5 separate regions of the Sus scrofa genome follow, and all the other regions are linked to region 1. A link is a contact called in public Hi-C and HiChIP or PLAC-seq data. All regions are on one chromosome and are shown on one strand. Each heading gives the region's core, a stretch centred on a gene start, on an enhancer-like site or on the middle of the called end of the contact. The rest is flanking DNA. Distances are from core to core; before and after follow the strand shown.

Region 1 (3,013 bases), core at 324-2,823:
GAAGATTCCAGAGAGAATGTCACTGTGAGTGAAGATACTCTGGCAGAGTAGACCAGATCCAGGTGGAACACCTGAATGCTGGAGGGCAAGAGGTTTTAGGTAGAGTGCAATGCTGAGTCCCTCACCAGTTTTTCACCCGGAGCTCCTCAATCCCCGTCCCAAGGGTTCCAGTGTGTTCTGGGCTGGGTCTTAATTAAGAAGTGGAAAACCATGTCACTAGAGGTACAGTTATTCTGGTATGGGCATTTTCTCTAAAAGACCTGAAAAACATTGTTGGGCTGGTCCCATTGACCCCTGGAGATCAATGGGAGGGGGAGGTGGGCAGCAGCTTGGCAGCAACCAATGCTCAAGGCAGTACTGCAGGATGCAAGGGCAGCAGGCTAGGAGGACAGAGACAGGAGAAATATAACAAGACGACATGACCCAATAGCTAAGTGGTGAACCCGTGTAGAATAATTATTCTACATTTTATTTTAAGTGTTAGTTTTTGCCAGATCTTGAAATCTTTCAGAGCTCAGTCTGCAGTGGGTTCATCCCCATTTACATTAACATTTGCTAGTGAGCCAAGGACCATACAGAGAAATAACAAGAAAGAAACACTGACAGAAACACAGATTCAGAGAAAGGGGAATTACAGAAGGAGATACACATAAAGAGATACATAGACAGTTTGAGAAAATAGATGAAAAATAGAGGAAGACAGAAAGCAATTGAGGAGGGAAGAACAGAGAGAGAGACCTATTAAGACATCCAAGACCCAGCTAGTGTTCTGGGAGAAGCTAGCTGGCTCCCCTAGGACGAAAATCAGGCCGTCCTGGATTGAGCCTCCCAGGATTAAGAACCTAAGAGAAACCACAAAGATTCATTGTTTTGTTTATCCGGAGGTTTTGGCTCCTGGCAACTTCGGTGCCGACGTTCTGACACACTGCCTGAGCTCCCCCTGCTGGCGGCTCTGCAGAATCTCACCGTCTGGTTCCAGAGTGGGATCAGATTACGTAAGTCTTCTTCGAGATTGGCCCACCGTTTTCCTTTTTTATTTTATTTTTTATTTTTTTTTATTTTCTCAAGTTCCTAGTTCTCCGAAGTCTGTCCTGGGAGACCCAGCCCAAATAAGAGTGCAAGCGGGAGACTGGCTGAGCAAACGCTAGCTGAACATGTGCGACATACAAAGTGCTGTGGAAAGGCCTTTAGGGAGTTTATTTGGCCTTTAGTCTTCTCACTTCAAGTGTCCGTTAGAATTAAACTGACCTTCTGGGGATGGAGTGAGGGCACTTTCCTGCCCAGTTCTGACCAACTAGACCAGCTTTCCAAAGTAAGTCCTGGGAAATGCCTACGAGGGCAACAGTGATGGCGCGCCCTTCTTTTTTCCCTTCTCTTTCTCCCTGTTCATCTTCTTCCCCGCACAAAGAAGAGGAATTGCATTGTGCAAAACTCCTGGGACGGGAAGGAGAGAAACACAAATCTCCCCAAATGCCAAGCCGATCTTACTGCTAAGAATAACCTTTATCTCGGGAAGAAAGACAGAAGACCTGCCTCTCTTTCTTCCTCCCCGCTTCCCCCCAACCCCCACACTCTGTCGATGGTGGATTTTAAAGGGGCAGCAGCACCCACGCCTAAGAATACACTGAGCGCTGTTTTTCCTAAAGTGCTTGAGTTTTTGAGTCACAAAGTCCAGAGAGGGGCAACGTGGGAGGAGAGAACTTGAGTCCAGAGGACCAGGGACAGAGGTGAGGGAGGAGGCAAGAGGGAAATGGAGGGGAAGAGCAAGATCAGGACACAGGGATCTCTGTTCCACCCTGATCCTAGGCTTCTGCAGCCCTGAGGAGCAGACTGACAGGGGTAGGCAGACCCTTTGGGGGAGGGTGACCCTGGGGTGGGCAGTGGGCCCCCCACTCTGGCTGTATTTGAGGATCACCTTGAGGGAGGGGGCAGATTTCCAGACCTCTGGCTAGGATGTATGCTCACAGAAAGGAGTCCTTGTTCCCCTAAAAACCCGAACCATCTCTTGTCAAGGACTCTGGAACATCAGAAAGGATTCCCTTCTTTTGTTAACTAAAAACTAAATAGATTCTTACAGTGACCTGCATTGCAGAAAGTAGCAATGGCCCTTGGAAAAATGGAGCCACTTCTTTAGTCCTCTGTTCTGCCCTTGTCCACTGTTTCTTTCTCTTACCCACCTTCCCTCCCCTAGCTTTTTCCTTTCATCATGGGTTCAGCCTTTTGCTCACACTATCTTGTGGTCTCCCCAGGCTCTGGCTTCCTTCTCACTCACCTTTCATGTTCTCCTGCATTTGCTTCCTGGGCCAGAGTGCCCTCCTTGTGGAAGCAAGAGAAAGAAAGGATTGTCATGTCTGCTTGGGATCCCCAGATGCCTGATGCCACATAGCCTTTGAACAGGGCAAATGGATACCCTACAGAGCTTGAGGAGAGTCTATCTCTGGGTCTTTCTTTACTCACACTCAGTCTACAAACTACCACTGGAAAACTACTGGACGGTTGACAGCCCATACATTGTAGTACCTTCTATCTTGAACAGCCCTTGTCCATTTCTACCATGCGAAAGCATTTTAGTGACTCATGAGTCAATAGGAGCAGAAGTGCCTGGGCAGTGTGATAATAATAATGGTTATTTATCACAAATGAAAGTTATATTTCTATATAACTGAAACTGATCCAGTTCTGCTATTGTCAAATAAAAGGAAAAAGCCTAAAAACATCAAAAAGTAAAAAATTAAAGAGGAACACTTTTCAGAAGATGTCATTTCTTTGTATTTCTCTAGCTAAATAAATTGTAGCAATTTCCAAAATGTTCCTGGAGAAGAAACGATTTTAGAAGCAAACTCTTCAGTGGCTTTGTGGTGTGGGTTTGGGCTGCTTGTGACCAGTAGAGGGCAGACTTCAGTTGTAAATGGGAGCCTGCAGAGTGGACAACAGGGGAGAAAGGGCAATTTAGGATTCCAAGGTTGTAAACTGTTTATTTCATGCTACGCATAGCCCAGAGATCATAATCTAA
Region 2 (3,013 bases), core at 292-2,791, 230 kb before region 1:
ATGTGTAGTTATTTGATCTTCTATCATCCCAGTTTCTCACTTGCAGATAACTGGGTACCTAGGACCCCAACAGGTCACTACTCCCTTCCCTTTTCCGTCTCCTGACATCATCTTTCCTGGTCCTTCTTTACCGCAATCTTCTGGATTTATCCAAACAGCATGTAAAGCAAGTAGCTATCACCAGCCAGGGCATGATCACAGATTCATTGAAAGGTCCTTTTGGAAAAGGCTCTCAATTTAGCATTCACCCTATTCACCTATTCAGAGGAAATACAGCTGAAGTGGACTTTGGGCGATTCCACTTTATGCAGAAAATCAGGAATATCTTACATTAGAACCAAAAAGGATTATGTTGCTCTAGAGTCTTGCCATTTCCCTAGTTAAGACATTCGCTTCTGCCTCCATTCTCAAGGTCTTCCCAGTTACCCCGTTATCCTTGAAAAATCAGGATGGAGAGCTGACAGTGCTGGCTGATAGTCTGACATTCCAGCATAGGCAGACTGCAATAGGACGGCCCGGAGCATTCTTTCCTGAGTGTTCCACCATCACTCTGGAACAGGTACCCATGGCAGTGTGAGAGCAGTTCCAAATAGCAAGGCTCTGGGCAGAGTCATGAAGCTTTTTTAAAGAAGTCCTCTCATGCCCTTTTCTGTTCTCCCCCCATCAGAACTCCAGAGCTCCCGGCTAATCTACACGCATGCAAAGTTCCTCACTGCTGCCCTGAAAATTATCTTCCCATCTCTTCTACAATTCATCTCTTCTTTATTATTAACATCAAAAAGTGCAGATGACTGAGAACTTTCATACCCCCATCGCTATTTTATGATAGGGCACTTCTGAAAAGGGATCTGCAGTCTGAAGGAGAACACATGTGGAAGGTGACCAAGCAGGCCTGTCTATGGGTTGTCAATCATCACAGCCTCAACCCTCTACTGCCAAATACCTCTCTAGTCACTGTGCACTGGGTGGTTGAAGCAGGCCTGAATTGTGCAGAGATGGTCTGCCGGCCTCACTGCTGGGTCCTCTGTTGCCTAGCAACCTTGCCTGAAGTATAGTGACCCAGATTTAGGTTCATGTGTTAAAGGGGTTCTTAGACTCGTCTACGTCCCCCCCGCCCCCCGACGCCCATCACTGCAGAGGCAAAGTGGCCATGAAGGAGATCAAAATGATGCAGCATCCAGCCCATGAATTCAGTTTGACTTAGGCATCGTGAGTATATGTGTGCTTAGGGTAAGGTGATTGGTGAGATCTGTTTCTGCTTAGTCTCAGGACTATATTGAATGGATCTGACCTCCTCTTGTTTACATCCCTTAAGGTAGATGGCACAAAGCCTTTAGACTGCATTGGATACAGCAGAATATTCTGGAAGGGCCTTGGACACAAACAGACCTCAAAGCCTTGCTGGGGCTGGAGGTACCTCCAAAGAATTGCTCAAAATTGGGCCCAATCTCTGGTCAAAAGTTACATGGTTCTCTACAACAAACAGACTAAAGTCCATGCTCTGTGTCCTTTACAAATTAGCCTTTGGCCCTCCTGCTTTATCTCTTACTGCAAACCTGCCCTGACCCCCCCTTCCCCCACTGCTTCATCTTACTTGAGCCACACCAGCACTTTGGCCCTGACCTGAATGTCTGCTCAAGTTACTTTCTGAATCTCTGGAAATGCCCTTCCACACCACAGCTGCCAGTCAGAGAGTCACGCCTCCTTCAGAACTAGACTCAAAAGGCACTTCTCCCTCAGAGGAAAATAATGATTCCTTCTGAAATAGCTGGTTTTCTACCCCCCACCTGGAAATACTGGCTAGCCTCCACTCCTTCCCCCACATTTTCATAGCAGGTGTGATAACGTAATTATAGCACTCGGCATAGTTGACTTACACAAGCCTTGTCTACACGGGTGTCAAAGGAGCTGTGTCTTTGACAAGACTGATTCCTTCATCCTTCTATTTGGAATGAATGCATCCCCTCTTAATTAATCCCTCCTCACGGTGACAAGCTCTTTTCCACCTTCACCTCTGCACTCACACCTTCGGGGCACTCCGTTCACAAGTGCTTTTCCTAAGTCATTTTTTCTCCACATGCAGTCTTTCTCCTGATCCATACACTCTTCACGCCCATTATCTGTGTGCTCATTCTCCCCTATCCCTAGGAAGCAAGGTGGGCTCAGTAACATGGTATCGTCTGTCTCTGTCTGAGTAGCTCGTGATTATGACAAGTGTCTCTAAAAAACACCTTGAGAGGTCTCGATGGAAACCAATGCCCCATGGAAACACGTAAATATTTTATTAGATTCTGAACAAGACTCTTGCTCATAAATATTTAAATCCCTTGATGGGAGAATGCTCAGTGGATGATGAGAGTCAACTTATACTGGGGTGGGGAACCGAGAGAAGGAGGGGAACACCACAGCAATGGCAGCAGACGTTCCACAGTCTCTTTTAAGACTCCAGAATCACTGAAACTGCACCTCAGGGCTCCCCCACTTACATGGACACTCATTTTCTAAGTGCTCTCCCTTTGCAGTGTGAGGGAGGTCAGCACCCAGGGGGGCTGTCTGGAGAAGGCACTTGGGGCTGCATGCAGACTGCCACATCAGTCACAGCCCCCCCTCAACCTCACCACCCTTCTCTCATCACTGATAGCACAAAGAAAATTTACAAATAAGACACATAGGACTGGGAATGAGAGGGACTCTATAAGAATGTTCACGGCAGCTTTATTCAAAATAGCACCAAACCACCCACTGTCCATCAATAAGAGAACGGATGAATATAGATGGACAATATTCATACCGTGGAATATTACCTTGGAATGAAAAGAAATGAACAACATGGATGAATCTCATAGACATTATGTCAACAAAAGGAAGCCAGACACAGAAGTGCATACTGTGTGGAGGCATCTATATGATGTTCAGGGACCAGCAAAACTAAACTACGACACTAGAAATCATAACCAAGGTTGCTTCTGGGGGGTGGGGGTAATTGGAAAGAGGCATGAGGGAAATTAATGTG
Region 3 (3,013 bases), core at 379-2,878, 180 kb before region 1:
AACTCAGGTCCTTTCAATTCTAATATTCTGTTATCTTGGAAAATTCAATAAAGAGATGGAAGATACTTTTTTTTCATTTTGGACAATACACTTCCTCGTACTTTATTTCTCCCCTGCAGGGCACCTTTAGGAGACTTTTGTTATCCTGCATTCCTGCTTCCGTCTTCCATTTAATTCAACATACATTTAGTGACTAATCTAGCAGATGAGGCGGACCTGTAAACAAGGAATTATAATCAATAAGGTAAGTGCAGCGGTAGGATGAATGGTTCCCAAGAAGTACAGTTTAGACAATTATAATTGTTGTCCAGGAAGTAGTAACAGAAGGAAACAAACAACAAAAAATGACCCTCAAAACAGGTTTTAAGGATGAGCAGGGGTCTGTCCAGTGCAAGCAACATTCTAGGCAAAAGGAACAACAATGTACAGAGGCACTGTATCCATTCAACACACATTTAGTGAGAGCCTACAAGCTGCTGGTAAAGTGCACACCTTACTGAATTCCACAAATAGTATTGCTGGTATTGCCAAGGAGAAGACAGAGTAGGTAACGCAGTGGCAAGCAGGGATCAGATCAGAGTTCCTTTGTATGTCACTTTACAGGACATAAACTTTGATCTACAGGCATGGAAAACCACCCAAGACTCCGGAGCAATTAAGTGACAACCTCAGATTTACATATGTTTGAGTATATGCTCAGTTCAGATCACTTCCAGTGACCCCAGAAAAACAGAAAAAATATCTCGAAAATCTGCACAGCGCAAACACAACAAACCAAACGCTGTCACACCCATGATCCTATCAGCTCCTCAGTACAACTCACTGAGTTGGCAGGGCAGCCAAAGAGTTCAAGAGCCTGGACTGAGAGAGTTACGTGACAACCAACGGGCGCCAAGACCAGGCGCAGGGCCCCGGAACTACCGGGGCCTCGGGACACCCACCCTCGACCCTGTGCTGGGGCCTCCCTACTCTCGGGCAGGCCGGCACCCGCTCACCTCCTCAAATTTTCGATCTCAGCCGGGATGCTCTGAAGCTGGTTGCCGCCAAGGCTGAGGGTCTGCAGCGCACGCAGCTCCAGCACCGAGGTGGGCACCTCCTGGAAACAGTTCCCGCTGAGGTTGAGCACCTGGAGGCTGCGGCAGAGCGGCGACTGGGCCAGGCCCTTGGGCAGCGCGCCGGGCCCGCCGAGACGGTTATTCTTGGCCAGCAGCGTGCGCAGGCCGCTCAGCGCTAGCAGCTCCGGCCCCAGCGCGGTCAACGCGTTGCCGCTCACGTCCAACAGTTGGAGGTGCGGGAAGCCGCTGCCCAGCGCCCGCGGCAGCGACACCAGACGGTTGTGCGGCAGCAGCAGCCGTAGCAGCGCCTCCCGCGTTCCGCGCCGCTCCTCGCCCCGCGCCTCCAACTCCGACTCCAGCGTCTCGGGAGAAACGCTGAGGCGGGACAAGTTCAGCTCGGCCTCCCCGGCCGTGGCCACCGGCGCTCCGGCCTCCTGCATCCCGGCCACCGCGTCGCGCAGAGCGCGACCCACAGGCCGGGAGCTCCGCGGCGCCCCGGAACCTGAACCGAGGGCTGCGTCGGAAGTGGCGCGGGCGGGCGCTAACCCCGGCCCCCCTCCCCCCCCGCGGAGTCACGCGACGCTAGGAGGCGGGGTGCGCGCGCCGCTCAAGGGCCGGACTCCGTCTCGCGCGGCGCGCCGCAAGGATCCCATGAGCCGGGCGGGGGCAGAGAGCAGTCAGTGCTCGGCTTACTCTCTGAGCCCGGCTGGGTCCGGGCAGTCGTGTTCTATAGTTCTTGAAGTCTGGTGACCTGTCCCCGAATTCCAGGGTGGCCTCGGTAAACAGTCCGAGGACAGTTTGGTTATTTGGCTTTGAGGGTTCGCGCGTGACGGTGCACCGCCTTCTGAGGCCCTGGTTTCGGAGTGGGGGCCCCTGGTCTGCGGGAGCCAGCGAGGACTCAGGACTTTAGTGATGATTCAGTTGCATGACAGCAAGACCCGGGAATTCAAAGTCCCGGGATTGACCAAGCCGACTTAAAAGCGCGAAGGCAGCTGAACTAGAAATCGGGACTCTTGGATCTTACCTCGGGTTCTGCTGTTAAATAACTTTGTTTCCTCGGACAGGGGATTTGATTTCAGTTTCTCCATCCAAAAAAAATATGGCTAATCCTTGGCCTGCTTGCCCTAGAGGATTTTTTTTTTTAAAGGAATGTGTGTCAAGAACATTTCACCATTTTAGCTGTAGAAGCACTTCTGTGGTTTTTGGTTTAAGTTGCAGTGGCTGGAAATGAATTTGGGAGCCATGGCTGAGTTTTCGTTAATTTGAAATAGCTCAAATTAATTGATCAGTTTAACCCAGAAAGCATTGAGATTTTACTTCAGGTTAAAACTTCAATTTAACTGGAAAAGTCCTGATTCTGGCTTTCATGTAGTACTTCTAAACCTGTTTTCGCCCTTACCCTAAAGTCGGTTTTTTTCTGAAATTTTTATAATTTTGAAAAGTCATGGATAGAAATGAAAATATTTAGTGTATTTTTTTACAAAGCTTATGCATAAAAATGTTAGACGATTGTATATAACCAGTGCTATTAAATTGCTTTCTTCCTAAAAAGAATAAAGTTAACTTTTTTCTTGCCGGTTATTTGTGTGAGAAATTATGCTTTTTACCTCCTGCCAAACTTTAACTTAATTTCTGATTGATTTATGGTTATGGGAGGATACACTTTGTGAGTTTAAAGCAGGGATGGAGTGTTTTTAAAACCAATGGAGTGTCCTGAATTTGAAACCTGTTTTGAAAGGGTCCTTTTAAAAAGTAGACTTTACTTGGGATCAAGATAACATTCTGGCAGGAACCTAGTGTGTGAAAATTGCAAATGTTTAAAATAATACGGGAGTTCCCGTAGTGGTGGGCAGTGGTTAACGAATCCGACTAGGAACCATGAGGTTGCGGGTTTGATCCCTGCCCTTGCTCAGTAGGTTAAGGATCTGGCGTTGCCGTGAGCTGTGGTGTAGGTGCAG
Region 4 (3,013 bases), core at 225-2,724, 140 kb after region 1:
AACTGGAACTGAAGTTTTCATTTCCCCCTTTCCACTTCACTCTCATTCTGTTTCTCATTATCTCCATTCCTAAGCTCTTTAAAAACTTGGAATAAATGGTAACTTTGCATTTCATAGATATGCTTTTCTGGAGTTGACTTTTGGATATTTGCTCTGATAGACATTGTGTCAGATGTTTGGAGCCATGAGCTGTGGTGTAGATCGCAGACCTGGCTGGGATTTGGCGTGGCTGTGGTGTGAGCCGGCAGCTGTAGCTCCGATCGATTGGACCCCTAGCCCGGGGAACCTCCATATACTCTGGGTGTGGCCCTAAAAAGCAAAAAAAAAAAAAAAAAAAAGAAGAAAAGATTAAAGAGAATAAAGAAAACAAGAAGCCCAGTTGAGCGTAAAAGATTACTACTACCTGCTATTTCACTAAATAATATAGGTTAGTGTTTTAAGCACACAGGCTCTCGGTTCAAACCAGTTCTGTCATTTACAGCCCTCCGCCTCTCTTTTCTCATCTGTAAAATGGGATAACGGGCCTGATCTCAGGATTGAGTCAATATATGCAAAGCACCTGGTACAGTTTCCTAAGCGCACGTTTGATTTCCTTAATTAACAAAATCTCTTAAAGGAAAGGTCCTAACTTTGTCTCAGCACGGCGTCTAATACCACACTCAGTATCCGCATATGTTTTAAAACAAAGGATCACTAAGCTGCGGTCATCTGGTAGACAGATGTAAAAACCTAAAAAAAACAGAGAAAGGCCCGGGCTCCGCGCCCCCAACACTTGCGAAGCCGCGGCTCGCTTAAACAGAGCAAAGTCCTCTGGGAAGTGTAGTCTTTGGGCCTTGAGAGGGATGTCAGCCCCCCGCCAGAGTCAGTTCATCCGCAGATGGGTGGAGAGGGAGTGAAAGGGGAGGATTTTCATATAACTCAAAAGTGTCGGGAGCCCCAAAGGTGGGTTAAGCGGCTCACCTGAGTCTCCCAACACCAGTACTTTCACCCGATCCAGGGACGCCATCTTGCCAGCTCCTTCCTGAGGTTAACGCCTATTCCGGGATTGAAGACCAATCAGAGCTGGGTATGGAGGGCCGAGTCTTCAATGCCATTGGCCAATCGGAATGTGACTGATTTGATTGAAGGCCTCACCGTGCTGATTGGCCTGCCTGGTTAAAAGTAGCGGGTGGTTTCTAAAACTGGTCGCAGGAATATGGCGTTTTCTTTGTCGCATAAGTGGCGTGGCTCGTTTAAGCCGGTAGTTGAGGCGCAGAGGGAAGCTGTAGTGGGAGTGTACGAGGATTCGCTTTGGTAAACCTTGTTCCCTGTTCCTTGTCCTCGGTTCCCTGGTTCGACGTCGCCTTTCAGGGTGTCTTCGTTGCTTTTTCCTTAGCTGTCCTCCTCCCCCTTACTCTTTTGAGTCGGTTCTCTGCTTGGTCCTCCAAAGAACCATTGACCCCGGAGCGGCCCATGTGCGACCTCGGGTAGGACTGGCTTGGCTGCGTCAAGTGTGGCCTCTGGACTCAGCTGGCAGAGTCCGAGGGAATTTAGGGCGTCGTGGTTGTCACAGTGGGGCGGAAACGAACATTTGGGAACGGGGCTGGTCCAGAGGTTTCGCGGTGATAATGCCACTTTATGTATGAAGCCGTGGAGACTATCGTGAAGTGTGGCTAACTGAGAAAAACCAGGTGGATGTATAGAATCCACGTTATTCCAGATTTGGAATAGTAATATATCGAAATCTAACAGAACTCCCCACGTCCACTTCTTCTTTCCCTTCATTTTGCAGTTTGCAGTCAGCAGAATCCTTTAAAATCGCTAATTTGGTGCTGTCACCTCCTGCTTAAAACCATTTGAAGTTTAAGAAGAGGGTTTTCAATACCCTACCTTTCTTTACTCTGGAAGCTGCAGTGGGGAAAGTGAATGGGGGGAGGTGAGGGCTAACAGGGTGGGCATGTTTGAAGAACACGTGCTGAGGAGACCTATTGAAAGTTTTATGGAAATACTTGACCAGCTGTTATCCATACTGGAAAATCAGTGGTGAACAAGATTAAGACCCTTGTCTCCGATGTAGACATTGAGAAAGTATAACTATTCACTGCCACCAAGAAGGGGAAAGAGCTATGGGAGCATGTGAAAGGGGGATGATTCTAAACTGCTAGGGAGAATCTGAGAAGGTGTCTCTGAGGAAATGTCATTTGAGATGTGAAAAATGATTAGGAGAAGGGACTTCGGCCTTTGTTGTGGGGGCGTGTGTAAAGGCTTGGAAGCAGAGAGCATGTGTGGCTCCTGGAATTGAGAGAATGCCATTGTGGCTGCAGATGAGGCTGAGGAGCCTAGACCCAGTACAGAGAGTGCATTCACTTTCAACTTTGTTCTTACAACTCTGCCTGGTGTTTGTGTGATTAGAATACATATGGTTTAAAAACAAAAGCAACTTGCTTTCAGGGGTCTGGGTTAGGTAGGGTAGGGTTGTAGGTGAGACTGATAGGTGACTGATGGACTGATAAGACTAAAAAGAAGAAACCAGACATGGCCCCCAAAGGTCACACACTCAAAAGTCTCCAGAGGCCAGCCAAGCTCCTTCCCTTTTTTAAAGTATCAATTGCTCTTCAGCTGAGTGTTTCCATGTGGGAATATGATCTCACTTTTTCCCTCAGATATTTCCACTTTTGAGAAGTAGCTGAAAATTAAAATTTATGTGATATCTCATGATTTTTATTTCATTAAAAAAAAAATGGGGGGTTTCCTATGGTGGCTCAGCAGAAAATGAACTCTACTGGTATCCATGAGGATGCAGGATCCGACTTTTGTTTTTTGTTTTTTTCCTTTTTTGGGGCCACACCTGCGGCTAGTGGACGTTCCCAGGCTGGGGGTGGAATCAGAGCTGCAGCTGCTGGCCTAACCACAGCAATGCCAGATTCATGCCTCGTCTGCCCCCTGTATTGCAGCTTGTGGGTCCTTAACCCCCTGAGCGAGTCCAGGGATCAAACCTGCATGGATATCCTCATGGACATTACTCAGGTTCTTA
Region 5 (3,013 bases), core at 183-2,682, 130 kb before region 1:
CATAGAAAAAATGAACATGTAGAACAAATATATACTGAACTCTTAACACCAGTTACCTAAGACCAATGGGATTTGAGGGTTACGGGAAAGATTATTAATTTTATGTTTGTATAAATGTCTCTACTATCGACTTATATAAAGCAACTGTTAATTTTGTAATTTAAAAATCTTATAAAGGTAAGTAGTGTTTAAAAAGAAAAGTATCCCTACATTCACATCTGATTTTTACCTTCTGAGATAAAATTTTCACTTCTTTCAAATACACAAGGTGTGCTTTTATAAAGATAATGAAATCATGGGCACTGCTGACTGGTAGCTCCAGCAAGGTAACCACACCTGCCTTGGCCACTGTCCTCTGGCTTCCGACCTTAGGACTTACCTCAATACAGAGGCAAGTGGGCTCTCCCTTCTCTGTGACTGCACATTCCCGGCCGGCTCCACAAAACACATTGGCACAGATCTTGGATTTGCTCCTTGGCTCTTCCTAAAACACAAAATCAAAAAGAAACTCTGTCACTGAGATGAGTCCATCTCTGGATAAGCCAATGGTGGTAATTATCTCTCAGGCTTGGGCTGTGGTCTGGAGTGAAGACTCATGGTGCTGAAGGGTCCTGAACAGCCAGAAGCTGTTGCCAACTGCCAGCATCCATCTTGCTGGCACTGCTCCTGCTCAGGTCCAGTTACTTCTGAGTGCCCAAGAGTGCTTCTTATAGAGCAAATTTCCTCCTTGCATGCTTTCTTCTAAAAATGTTAACTGAGCACCCATTAAAGGACAGTACTAGGCTAAGGTCTGGAGATATAAAGACTGTCCCTGTCCTCACGTGGAAACACAACAGAGACTTCCAGAAAGCAATGCGTAAGTGTAACAGTGGGAGGGTGAGAATCAAAGGAGACTTTCTGAAGATAGGTCCTAAAGGATGAGAAGAGTAAACCAGGCAGAAGTGGAAATGCTTGAGAGAAATACACATATCAAAAGGACCAAAGTCTCACTGACTAGGGTTCTGCTATCTCAAAAGGCGAGAGAAGGATGGCTAAACCATCAGAAACACGGATCTGCTATTATTCGACATGGTCCTATTCAGCCCCCTGTCCATATCTGCCTCTGGCTTCAGAGAACCAAGGGGGCTGAATCACTTAACAGAACTGTTTTCAAACCACTTGTGGTTAGACATTTGTGTTCATACATATGTAGCAAAACTGAAAAGGCAGGGAATGGTCCCAGCCTATGCCACCAAGAATGTGAGCATTTGCAGGCAGTAACCTGTCAGTGACACAGTCCTTCCCTCATATTAAATGGTGGCAGAAAGCCAGCCCCACTCCATCTGCCATTCAGGAGTGGCAGTTGAATGAAAGAGAATGTGATTCCTCCAGCCCTTTTCCTGACTGTCTGGGCAGGTAGTCACCTGGGACCTCCAGGCTTGTGCCTACTGAGGTAGCACTGGCTGTGACAGAACCAACAAAGGTCATGCAACTGGCCATAGTAAGGGCAGGGATAGAATCTAAGATTCCAGCCTTCAGGCGAGGTCTACCACGTCATGTAGAAAGCTCATACCCAAAAAGCTTGTAACTGTAAAATCCTTATAGTGGTCAAACGTTTTGAGTCCAAGAACAGGTCAAAGAAAGCAAAAAACAAAGTAGATGTGAGATCTGAGGGTCTGTGTCCAATACAGTTGGTCTGCTGCCACCTGGAGGCTGCTTTGCAAACTCCAGGTTATTTTCTCTCCGAGCGAGCTTGAAGGGCACGCAGAGCTCCCTCCCATTGGTCTAGAAACCCGGGCCATGCTCACGTTTCATTGGTTCACAGGCTGTTGCTAAACCCATTCTTTTTTGGATGTTGCTAAGGGGAATTCAATAAAGCTGGCAGGCAGCGAAAAAAAGAAAAAAAGAGGAAGTAATTCCCAGAAGGCTGGGGGTACTGGAAAGCTGTTGTTTCCTAAACCAGGAGTGGAGATAAAATTGCACATATTCTCCAGGCAAGACCTTCTTGGAAACTGTGCTTGGGAATGAAAAACAGCTCTAAAAATGAAAAGGAAGGGGAAAAAGAAGAAAAAAGGAAAAGGCTGTCACTGATCATTGTTAAAAAAAAAACCAACAGAACAACTCAGCTAGGACTTTCTCCTCTCCCCCTTTATGAAACATGTTGAGAGATACAAATACATGTCCTTCATGAATCTGTCACATGAGTTAAAGACACACTACTGCATAAAAAAACATGCTCAGACGTATGCATGTCTACACTCCAAGACACACCAACACATGGCCCCATAAGCAGATACTCACAAACCGTTATCACTTACTAGCTCTTCGTCCATAATAAGGCACTTTAATGCTCTGAGCCTGTTTCCTCATCTGTAAAGTAGGGGTAAATACTAGCCCTGCCTTGTCAAGATAAAATGAGATAATATATTTGGAATTGTGTCATAAACTATGAAACAAGTTGCCCGTGAAGTGTTACTCATATTAATGCTTAAAGAACTTCCTGCAGAATAAATAACTTGTGGCATTTATAGAGCCTCTTTTTATCTTATGTTTGTTTTTAGTGAGTATTCATAATAAAAGCTTTTACTTATAGATCAAATTCAACTCGTCATTTTTTAGAAATAATTCTAAAAAATCCATTTGAAGAAATACTCTTTACCTAAAATACAATGACTAATATTTGATAGCACTATTAAAACTTGCAGAATGTTTTCACACATACACTTTCCTCTTATTGTGGATAACCCTGCAAAAACATGCATATTAACTACATTTTATAGATGAGGAAACTTTTTTTTCCTCTTTTTTGTCTTTTTTAGGGCTGCACCCACGGCACATAGAGGTTCCCAGGCTAGGGGTCTAATAAGAGCTGCACTGCCAGCCTATGCCACAGCCACAGCAACACCAGATCTGAGCCATGTCTGCGACCTACCCCACAGCTCAAGGCAATGCCAGATCCTTAACCCACTGAGCAAGGCCAGGGGTTGAACCTGCAACCTCATGGTTCCTAGTTGGATTCATTTCCGCTGCGCCA

Evidence for each region. Hi-C and Micro-C count contacts between places; a contact is called where the count stands out from the background. HiChIP or PLAC-seq counts read pairs in DNA pulled down with a chosen protein or histone mark.
Region 2: a contact with region 1 is called in a Hi-C map of liver, with 3 times the contacts expected there. The contact joins two enhancer-like sites. A contact is called at or near these places in 1 of 47 Hi-C or Micro-C datasets (liver) and 1 of 2 datasets of contacts at active chromatin or transcription factors (alveolar macrophages).
Region 3: a Hi-C map of skeletal muscle shows a contact between it and region 1, with 4 times the contacts expected there. The contact joins the promoter of LRRC58 here to the enhancer-like site in region 1. A contact is called at or near these places in 1 of 5 promoter capture datasets (liver), 16 of 47 Hi-C or Micro-C datasets (brain, embryonic fibroblasts, fetal heart ventricle and 10 more) and 2 of 2 datasets of contacts at active chromatin or transcription factors (alveolar macrophages and skeletal muscle).
Region 4: a contact with region 1 is called in an H3K27ac HiChIP or PLAC-seq map of alveolar macrophages. The contact joins the promoter of RABL3 here to the enhancer-like site in region 1. A contact is called at or near these places in 7 of 47 Hi-C or Micro-C datasets (brain, embryonic fibroblasts, heart right ventricle and 2 more) and 1 of 2 datasets of contacts at active chromatin or transcription factors (alveolar macrophages).
Region 5: an H3K27ac HiChIP or PLAC-seq map of alveolar macrophages shows a contact between it and region 1. The contact joins two enhancer-like sites. A contact is called at or near these places in 1 of 5 promoter capture datasets (liver), 26 of 47 Hi-C or Micro-C datasets (adipocytes, alveolar macrophages, brain and 15 more) and 2 of 2 datasets of contacts at active chromatin or transcription factors (alveolar macrophages and skeletal muscle).

The regions. Positions count from the first base shown.
Region 1 is chr13:139,749,706-139,752,718 of Sscrofa11.1, reverse strand. It overlaps LOC102162379 (a long non-coding RNA gene), which reads right to left. Exons shown (of 5, transcript XR_001303087.2): 5 at 165-2,916. Among named protein-coding and RNA genes, the nearest start is that of NDUFB4, 21 kb to the right of the region's middle. Within about 2 kb of position 1,573, at least 50 of the 83 cell types and tissues checked have an H3K27ac peak or open chromatin away from gene starts, as enhancers often do. A contact at or near this core is called in alveolar macrophages, fetal skeletal muscle, liver and 5 more, where this site is marked.
Region 2 is chr13:139,977,614-139,980,626 of Sscrofa11.1, reverse strand. The region is part of intron 1 of GPR156 (probable G-protein coupled receptor 156); the gene reads right to left. Among named protein-coding and RNA genes, the nearest start is that of GPR156, 4.7 kb to the right of the region's middle. Within about 2 kb of position 1,541, at least 3 of the 83 cell types and tissues checked have an H3K27ac peak or open chromatin away from gene starts, as enhancers often do. A contact at or near this core is called in liver, where this site is marked.
Region 3 is chr13:139,926,323-139,929,335 of Sscrofa11.1, reverse strand. It overlaps LRRC58 (leucine-rich repeat-containing protein 58), which reads right to left and starts at 1,628. Exons shown (of 5, transcript XM_021070309.1): 1 at 996-1,628. The coding sequence starts at 1,495.
Region 4 is chr13:139,607,625-139,610,637 of Sscrofa11.1, reverse strand. It overlaps RABL3 (rab-like protein 3), which reads right to left and starts at 1,474. Exons shown (of 8, transcript XM_021070305.1): 1 at 961-1,474. The coding sequence starts at 1,006. It overlaps GTF2E1 (general transcription factor IIE subunit 1), which reads left to right and starts at 1,155. Exons shown (of 5, transcript XM_021070303.1): 1 at 1,155-1,293.
Region 5 is chr13:139,880,525-139,883,537 of Sscrofa11.1, reverse strand. It overlaps FSTL1 (follistatin-related protein 1), which reads right to left. Exons shown (of 11, transcript XM_021070306.1): 3 at 380-484. Among named protein-coding and RNA genes, the nearest start is that of FSTL1, 35 kb to the right of the region's middle. Within about 2 kb of position 1,432, at least 36 of the 83 cell types and tissues checked have an H3K27ac peak or open chromatin away from gene starts, as enhancers often do. A contact at or near this core is called in alveolar macrophages, omental adipose tissue and retroperitoneal adipose tissue, where this site is marked.